Linked DNA regions of Mus musculus: region 2 is linked to region 1. The links are chromatin contacts, called in public HiChIP or PLAC-seq maps. All regions are on one chromosome and are shown on one strand. Each heading gives the region's core, a stretch centred on a gene start, on an enhancer-like site or on the middle of the called end of the contact. The rest is flanking DNA. Distances are from core to core; before and after follow the strand shown. Region 1 has its middle 23 kb from the start of Lpar1. Region 2 has its middle 35 kb from the start of Olfr267.

Region 1 (4,582 bases), core at 1,745-4,244:
AATGCCTTCATCTACTCACACAACTCTAATATCACACAGAATAATTAAGGCGGAAGGTCTATGTGGGGAAGGTCTTTTGAAAGATACCAACTTAGTAAAATTTGGTGAAGGAGAAAGTAGACAGCACACTGTCAGCTTTTAGAACTGCATTTATCATACATTTCAGACAGCAGAGACTAACAGCTGGAGCAACAGGTCAGCTGTTTGCTTGTTTCTCTCTGAATCAAAGAGGGAGGGCGCACTTTACAGATTCCAGCTGTGCTTGCTTTGGGGTTTCCTGGCTCTCCACTCTTCTGTGCTCTGTAGCCTACGTGTCCAAACCTCAGGGGACACTCTGTCCAGCACAAGTCAGACTCCTTCCTATCTGTTCTAGAAATAAGGAATGTCAGATATGTGTAATGCTCCTCAAGGCCTGAGATGCCAGGGAAAGAGGGAGGAGGGAGGAGGGAGGAGGGAGGAGGGAGGAGGGAGGAGGGAGGAGGGAGGAGGGAGGAGGGAGGAGGGAGGAGGGAGGAGGGAGGAGGGAAGAGGGAAGAGGGAAGAGGGAAGAGGGAAGAGGGAGAAGGAAGGAGGGTAGAGGGAAGAGGGAGGAGGGAGGAGGGAAGGAGGGTGAAGGAGAGGGAGGGAGAGAGGAAGAACAATGAGGCAGGGAAAGGGAGGAGAGGGAGGAGGAAAGGGAGGAGGGGGAGAAAGAGAAGGAGGGGAGAAAGAGGAGGAAGGGGAAGAGGAGGAGGAAGAGACACAAGGATAGTGAAAAGACTAGAACCTTGAACATGCGCTCAGTGTGGTCCATTAAGTTGGAAGGAAGGAAGGAAGGAAGGAAGAAAGGAAGGAAGGAAGGAAGGAAGGAAGGAAGGAAGGAAGGAAGGAAGGAAAATAAAATCAGAAGCATTCAAAGATGAAGAATTGGCAGAAAGAAAGAGCCTTACCTAATTGTTACTTCCTTCCTAGGTCAGTGTTTCTTAAAGGTAAATTGCATCAGAGTCTCCTAGAAGGCTTGTCAAATGCCAGCAGCTCTCAGGACCTGCCAGAGTTGCTCACTTCTTGGGGGCTACTGTGAGGTCTGCCTTTTAACAAGAGGGACTTTCCTTGACACACTGGAGTTGAAAAGCAGCTGTCCCAGGTTTGGGGGCTGGGAGAGGCCATCTGCAGATGGCCCAATGGCTTAGCGGGAAGTCCTGAGAGCAGAGAGGATCTGTGCCTCAGAGGCAGTGAGGGCAGGAGGCAGACTTGTAAAGGAAATTGCCCGAAGAGTAAAGCCAAGTGACAAAGTAGGAGAAAAGGAGGTGAGGATTGACAGAGGGCTGCTAAGGGCTTCAGCATGCAGTGTGCCTGGGAAAGTCCCAGAGCAGACAGAGGCAAGAGTAGAAAAAAAAAGAAAAAAAAAAAAAAAAAAAAAAAAAAAGAGAGACCACTGAGTTGCCGCTAAGGCTTTGATCAAAGTAGCCAAAAGTGGTATCTAAGTGCCCAAGTCTCTTGTCAGTCCTGATTCCCACCATGTAGACTGGAGATGCAGGTCAGTAGCAGAATGCCTCCTATGTGCTATGCCCTGGCCTCAACCTGCACGTAGCACTGTTAACTGAACGAATGAATACAACTTACTGCATGGTAATAGAGAAATGAATGCTGGAGAGATAGAATGAGGAGGATTGTGGGAGGTGTTGGGCCACCTAAACTCATCTGTATCTTTTCACTGTTAGATGCCAATAACAAGGCTACCTGCCTATAGCAAGTCTCCACCAAGCAGACTCAGAGTGCCTCCCTAAAATATCTACAAAACCTCAGCAGAACAAAATAAAAGGAGAGTCTTAAGAGACAGGGACAAATAAATGACTGTGAGCTGCTGTGAAGAGCAAGGGGTTCTCTTGTGAGGCACATACAAAGGGGAAAGCCTTCCATCTTCCTAGCCACTCCCTTTGCGCTACTTTGTAGCTCTGTTGCTTTGCTGGGGTATCGCTTTGAGCCTGTGTAGCCCTGGCTTCTCCTAGGTTTAGGAAGCAGCACAGAAGCTCTGGGGGTGCTGTTTCCCTGACACCTTTTCTAGATGTTTCCATTGCTTTTTGTCCTGAAACTACAAATGTGAGAGTTTTGTGCCAGACACTCAGAAGTTTTGCAAATGCTAAAGCAGTGTTTGATACTGATGGCAATCTTAAATCACGTTACCAATGAGGAAATCAGCTACTAGCATGGGACCCTAGAAAGAATGCCTGATGCGGCACAAGTTCAATAGCCAAAGAGAAATGGGCTATGATTTCAACCCATGTTACCTAACACACTGGATATGATCCCATCATGTGATCCTATCATAGCACTGCCGTGGTTATACTTTGTCTGAGACATGAGGTAATGCATGTATTCGTTTGGTTTCCTGCAGGGTCCACTTTGCCACTTATCAATTTTGTTTTAATTTTTTTAGCAATAATATTTCAAATCTATGAGAATTCATCATTACCATCCATTTTTTGCTTGCTAATACATTCTAATGGAAGGGTGTATTGCAACTTTTAATCATCTTTTAAATCTCGCGGGAGACACTAGTTGGATTGTTTTCCAAGAGCTACTTAGTTTTCTCCATTACGTTCTCCTGCTAGGGTCATTTTCTCTTATTTTTTTCAATTTAATATGCCTCTTCCTGATGGCTGAGAGTCTTCCAGTGAGTTTCCCGTGACTGTACACTCATAAAGGAAGAATTAGAATGCCCAGCATCAGTAGCTGGCTCTGTCTTCCTTCACAGCCTTGTTGGGTCACCTTAAGTACCCTTTGGTAGGCTTCTTATCTGCCTTATGCTCTCCTCGGGCTGACATTTGGTTGCTGTTATGACAGTATTATGAGGTGGGACCCTTAAGAAGGGACTAGGTCGTAAGGGCTCCACCCTCACTAATAGATTTGTGCAATTTTAGCCAAATGGGTTTGGCCATGATGTCAGTGGACCCCGATAAAGGGCTCAGCTCCAATCTTTCCATCCCTGTGTGTCACTTCCTTGCCATGTTATGAGGCAACCAAAGCCAGTGCTGTGCTCTGGGACTCCCAGCCTTTGAAACTGCGAGCCAGACAAATGTCCATTACTCAGAGGTTATCCGTGCTGCAGAATTCTGTTACAGAGACAGAAAGTCTACTTAGACGCACCTCTTCCCTGTCTTTTTGGGGAGTAGGGAGATGTAAGCACCCTGTGGATGGAACAATACCACCTGGACTAGATCAGGAACCTTGCTTCTTTGGATGATGTAAAGGAAACGTCCATGTTTATGGAGTCATAATGTGAAACCAGCCTAGACATACGCCAACAGATACAGAAACGTGTATGTACACAGTGGAGTTCTATAAGCTGGAAAGAGGTGGGAAAGTGGACAGAGCTGCAGACAGGTTAAGTGAAGTAAGACAGACTCCCTGGTGAGTCTAGAGAGATAGAGAGAAGATGCAAGTGGAAGGAGGACTGAGCTGGGTAGCAGAGAGCTCTAAGAAGGAGGGGCCAAAGAGGTTAGGGGTCAGGGGAAAGAGAACAGAAATACCATGTTATTCTCCTGTGAAGGATCTGTATTTAGACATGCATATGATCAAGGCACAAAAGTACATTTGTATGAAAATCTCATAATGAAAGTTATAAACAATAATAAAAAAAAAAGTAGACTACTGCCAAATGGCTAAGCAGTTAAAGGTACTCTGCCACCAAACCTGACTACCTGAGTTCAATGCCATGCATCCACACAGAGGAAGGAGAGAAGCAATTCTTGTAAGCTGTTCTTTGTTCTACAATCACAGGCAACCAGACACAGACATACACATACACACATACAGAGAGGCACACACAGACACACAAACACACAGATGCAGACACACACACACACACAGACACATACACACGGAGAGACACAGACACACAAATATACAGATGCAGACATACACACATACACACAGACAAGAGAGAGAGACACACAGACACATACACACATACACACAGACACACGGAGAGATACAGACACACAGACATATACACACACAGATACACACACAGATACACACAGACACACAGAGAAAGACACATGGACACACACAGACACATACATACAGACACACACAGAGAGATACACAGACACATACACACAGACACAGAGAGAGAGACACACAGACACACAGACAAACACATACATACAGACACACAGAGAGATACACAGACACATACACACAGACACAGAGAGAGAGACACACAGACACACAGACAAACACATTCACACAGACATGCAGAGACACACAGACACACACACAGACACACACACACACATAGACACACATACATACAGACAGAGAGACATACAGACACACAGAGAGACAGACAGAGAGAGAGCCAGCCAGTCAGCCAGGCAGGCAGGCAGGCAGGCAGGCAGGCAGGCAGGCAGACAGACAGACAGACAGACAGACATGTAATGCTCCCTGTCATCAATCAATAACTGTTCAGACTACAACCAGATCTAGACAATGGTCTCCTTGCAGCTCTTTTTGCGGGTCTGTGTGCTGAGCTCCCACTCAGTTAAACTGAGGCTCAGGTTGAATGATGTGCTGGTAAACAGGCTTTTAGAATCCTGTC
Region 2 (4,502 bases), core at 1,933-4,432, 170 kb before region 1:
GGCGGGACACAGTCAGCTGACCAAGAGATGCTGCCTGGGCCAGGAGGCCAAGAGAATTGTAGCCAAAATGGCTGAGTTACATTATATAGTGTTCAGGCTTGGGGTGGGAAGTGGAAGCCCAGCCCTTAGGAGAAAGGCTTTCAGGTAGCAGCATGCACTTTTATATGTTAAATATGTACTTTACTTAGTAAATTGTCCTGGGTTTCTTTGAGTCCTAACAGTTCCCACATTCCAGCAGAAATCTGCCAGTGGGTGGGTTGTGAAGTTAAAGGGTGAAGGAGGGCTTGAAGGACCCTCTCTTAGGAATAGGATAGTTATAAATAAAATAAAGTGTTTCACATACAAGTGTTTCATCTTTTCTCATAACCTGATGTTTCCCTAACTGAATAAATATGCAACTGCATCTTTTTTGTTACTTGTTTTATTTTTTGAGACAAGGGCTTGTGGTGTAACCTCAAGTTGGCCTTGAATTTCTGATCTTCCTGCTTCAGCCTCTCCAATTCTGGAATGATAGACATGTGCCATGATGCCAGACCACCATCTAGAATAAATTTAAGATGTTGTATCTCAGAAAGTGGCTCACGCTACCCCATCTGACACTGAGTCTGTGTTAAGGTTGTTTTCCATGCCTCTGGAGCAAGCCCACTTGCCCAATAGTTGAGCTGTAATGCTTACTTACTCAGTGTTTCCATGTTTGGGTGACAGCTTTGTTCTTTCTGTCTAGAATCTCTCCACATGTTTACTCCAGTGGAACAAAAACAAAGTGTTAATTCTTGTTGCTTTTGCTAAAGCCAGCCCTGAAAGCACAACAGCTTCAAGAAGTCTTACTTATTCAAAACATGCAAGCGTTTGTTTGGTTTTCTTTTGCTTGTTTTCTTGAGACAGGGTCTCATACTGCTTTGTAGGTCAGACTAGCTTTAAACTCAAAGCGATCCCCTTGCCTTAACCTCTGAGTGGCAGGGATTTTTTTTTTTTAATATAAAACCATTGTGTTGGCTTGAGAACTGTTGAATGCCTTTCAGTGCTGTCCTGTATAGTCTTACTATAGGGAACACATACACATATAAGTAAAAGTTAATTTTATTAAGGTAAAATATTATTGCTCTTCTCCTCTCAATTTTAGAAAATGAAATATCGTATACGACAATCAAGTGTGGCTGGTTTTTGAAAAAATATCAGTACATACAAGGAGTCATCAAAATTTTTATTTGAGATAGGGTCTCACTGTGCAAGTTAGTTCTTGAACTCATCATTCTCCTCCCTCAGCCTTTCCAGTGCTGAGAATATAGGTGACATCATATAGTGACATCATGCTTGGCTTGAACTTTTGAGGATACCAAGATAGGAAAAGAAGTATAAACAATCAGTTACATAGTGGACATCAGCAGAATTAAGTCTTAGCAATAGATGAATTGGGTATAACTAGTATCCAGTGGGTTATGGCACTAATTTATAGCCAGTGCAAAATATGAGCATTTTCTTCATTTTATCATAGCCAGGTTTCTCTTCTGATATAACTGAGGTTCTAGTGATCTCTCATGTAAGAGTCACGGTGAAATTCAGGGAAACTGAGGACCAGTCTAAGAATTCTCCAGACTGGGGCAGTGAGTTTGAGAAAAGAAGAAAAGATGTTGTCTTAGTCAGGGTTTCTATTCCTGGACAAAACATCATGACCAAGAAGCAAGTTGGGGAGGAAAGGGTTACACTTCCACACTGCTGTTCATCACTGAAAGAAGTCAGGACTAGAACTCAAGCAGGTCAGGGAGCAGGAGCTGATGCAGAGGCCATGAAGGGATGTTCTTTACTGGCTTGCCTCCCCTGGCTTGCTCAGCCTGCTCTCTTATAGAACCCAAGACTACCAGCCCAGAGATGGTCCCACCCATAAGGTGACCTCCCTCCTTGATCACTAATTGAGAAAATGCCTTACAGCTGGATCTCATGGAGGCATTTCCCCAACTGAAGCTCCTTTCTCTGTGATAACTCCAGCCTGTGTCAAGTTGACACAAAACTAGCCAGTACAGATGTATACACAGATTCTTGGTGAAACAAGAAGAGAACAAAGACGTAAGAGCAGAAATGCATGACAGAGACTCCCTCCATCTTGGGTCCAGCTAGGGAAACTCTTTAAGCCTGGCAGGATGTTGTTAAGTGGTCCTTTGGCTTTGCTGAGTACCTGCATTTCTGTAGTACTGGAGAGCACTTCTCAGTGGTCAGAGCAAAGAAGACAAAGTCCGGACCCCAGCATAAAATTCAGGAGGAAAGAAGCACCATGAAATGCCTAGAACACCAAAGAGCATGGAAGACTGTGGCCAGTGGGTGGTCAACTCTGATGACGGGAGCTCTCCTTTGAGAAAATTTACAAAATGATTGGCTCAGGAAAATTTTGCAAGTTAATATTTCCTGAACTCTTGGAAAATCCTCCCCTCCTCTCTCTTTTTAAAAAGCAGCTATGTTCCAGAGGTGTTAGGTGCTCATTTCCTGACTGGAGATGGAGCTCAGCTGTAGATTGCTTGCTTAGCATAAACAAGGCTCTGAGTTTAGTTCCCAATGTTGCATAAAAAGACCCAGCACTCTTGAGGGGGAGTCAGGGAGATCTCAGATTCAAGGTCACCTTTACCCAATGCTGAGTTTCAGACCAGCTGGGTTACAGAATGTGAAGAAACGTGAATTTCCTTCTCCTTACTCTCTTATGTCCCCTTATCTTCTCCCCTTAGAAATGTGTATTTGTTTTTTGGAGTGTCTTACTAGTCATTCATATGCCTTCATATTACTTCTCATTTGAATCTGATCATCTACCCTATGGGAAGTTTATTATAAATTAAATATAAAGTTTTATATAAGTCAATTGACACAAAAATAAATGTTCCTATAATTTAAAAGAGTAAATAGGTGCTGGGGAGATGGGCTTATCATTAAGAGCACTTGCTGTTCTTATAGAAGGTCATCTACAATCAACTGAATCAACTAGAAGTAACTACAGTACCGGGGGGCTCTGACACCTATTTCTATCTATCCTCCTTGGGCATCTGATAACACATATCAGAGAGAGAGAGAGAGACAGACAGAGACAGAGACAGACAGAGAGAGACAGAGAGAAACAGAGAGATCAATTATTTTGGTGGGGTTCATGCTAATTTTTATATTCACACTAGGGGGCACTGTGTAGTTATTAAGGCCCTTAGTGTGTTTGCTGTTTTATACTAATGTTGAATTCGAAACTCCTTTATGTCAGTATTTTACTTTCTGTGATAACAGTAGGATATGAAAATGTGTGTTTTTTTCTTCTATAACAGAAAACCAAACCAAACCTAACCAGAATTAAAACAGTGCCTGCTGTTAGGAGAAATGTACATTTGCAAGAGTATGGATTTCTCTTGGCTGTTTTTTTTTCTTTTTTGGTTATAAATTCACATTAGTTGATACAGCCAATATACAAACCACAGTTGTAGCAACCGGAGGAAGAAACAGGATATGACCCCTTCTGTAAGATGCTCATAATATCCCCAAGGAGGCTGGTTAAAATTCCATCTCTCTGCAGCTTAGTCAGAACCCGCTCTTCCGCTCCTGTTTTGGAATGGTTAGAGCCGAGGCTGAAAAGTTACAGAACAACAGCTTCGTGGCTAGATGTCACGTGTTTCTTCATAGAACAAGTTCTCCGGGATCGCCTTGTGACCTGCCCCAGTGCTGCTCAGCCCTTGACCGCAGTCTTGCTGGGGCCCAATCTCTGTTGGGCTGAGGAGGATTCGGGTTCCAAGTCTCCTGCTGTCCAGCTTTGTCATCAAATCAGCCACAAGGCTTTGTCCAGGATCACGGCATACCATAGAAAATGTAAACTATGAATTAGGGAGATTTGAGTTCTCCTATAGACAAATTTAACCTAGCATTGAAACTGCTTTCAAGATTATTTAAGCTATACCTCAAAATATTCTTAAACTTAATTTTATTTGTATACACACTTCATTCAATTATGTTACTTAATATTTTAGAAATGATGTGTCCTCGTTAATTTTCATGTATAATATTTATTAAAAACACATATTGTCTATAGGCTTGCTGCTTATATGGTTGTTATTTGTGACCTTGACCCAAGGTCCGTTCGCTCTGCACTGAAGACCAGATTTACCAGGGGCTTGCACCTGACTGCAGAGTTTGCAAATCCTGGGGCTGTCTTGGGCAAAGCATTTGATTCTCCCAGCTCCGTCCTGATGAGAGTAATAATACCTTCAACATGGTCACTTCACACAGATTAAATGCACGAAAGTGACAAAGTTGGCAAAGTATCTAAAGGACTGTTCTGTGCTCCCATTGCGTCTAATTTCATACCATCAACACACGAGAGCTGCAATAAAAGTTGTGTAGTTAAATGTTCTAAGATCACCCTGAGGCGGAAACACATTTCTTGCATAATGGTGTCAACAGAAAAGTGTATTTACTATTCAGAATGCAAAATAAATTCAAATGATTTTCAATAAATGTTGCATGCTAGAATGTTTTTTTTTTAA

Evidence for each region. HiChIP or PLAC-seq counts read pairs in DNA pulled down with a chosen protein or histone mark.
Region 2: an H3K27ac HiChIP or PLAC-seq map of the NIH/3T3 cell line shows a contact between it and region 1, with 6 times the contacts expected there. The contact joins two enhancer-like sites. A contact is called at or near these places in 1 of 15 datasets of contacts at CTCF or cohesin (the NIH/3T3 cell line), 7 of 484 Hi-C or Micro-C datasets (the G1E-ER4 cell line, dorsal root ganglion neurons, embryonic fibroblasts and 4 more) and 6 of 115 datasets of contacts at active chromatin or transcription factors (the NIH/3T3 cell line, embryonic stem cells, fibro-adipogenic progenitors and 2 more).

Annotation. Positions count from the first base shown.
Region 1 is chr4:58,574,388-58,578,969 of GRCm38.p6, reverse strand. No RefSeq gene overlaps it. Among named protein-coding and RNA genes, the nearest start is that of Lpar1, 23 kb to the right of the region's middle. Within about 2 kb of position 2,994, at least 33 of the 459 cell types and tissues checked have an H3K27ac peak or open chromatin away from gene starts, as enhancers often do. A contact at or near this core is called in the NIH/3T3 cell line, embryonic fibroblasts, fibro-adipogenic progenitors and 1 more, where this site is marked.
Region 2 is chr4:58,748,366-58,752,867 of GRCm38.p6, reverse strand. No RefSeq gene overlaps it. Among named protein-coding and RNA genes, the nearest start is that of Olfr267, 35 kb to the left of the region's middle. Within about 2 kb of position 3,182, at least 67 of the 459 cell types and tissues checked have an H3K27ac peak or open chromatin away from gene starts, as enhancers often do. A contact at or near this core is called in the NIH/3T3 cell line, embryonic fibroblasts, fibro-adipogenic progenitors and 1 more, where this site is marked.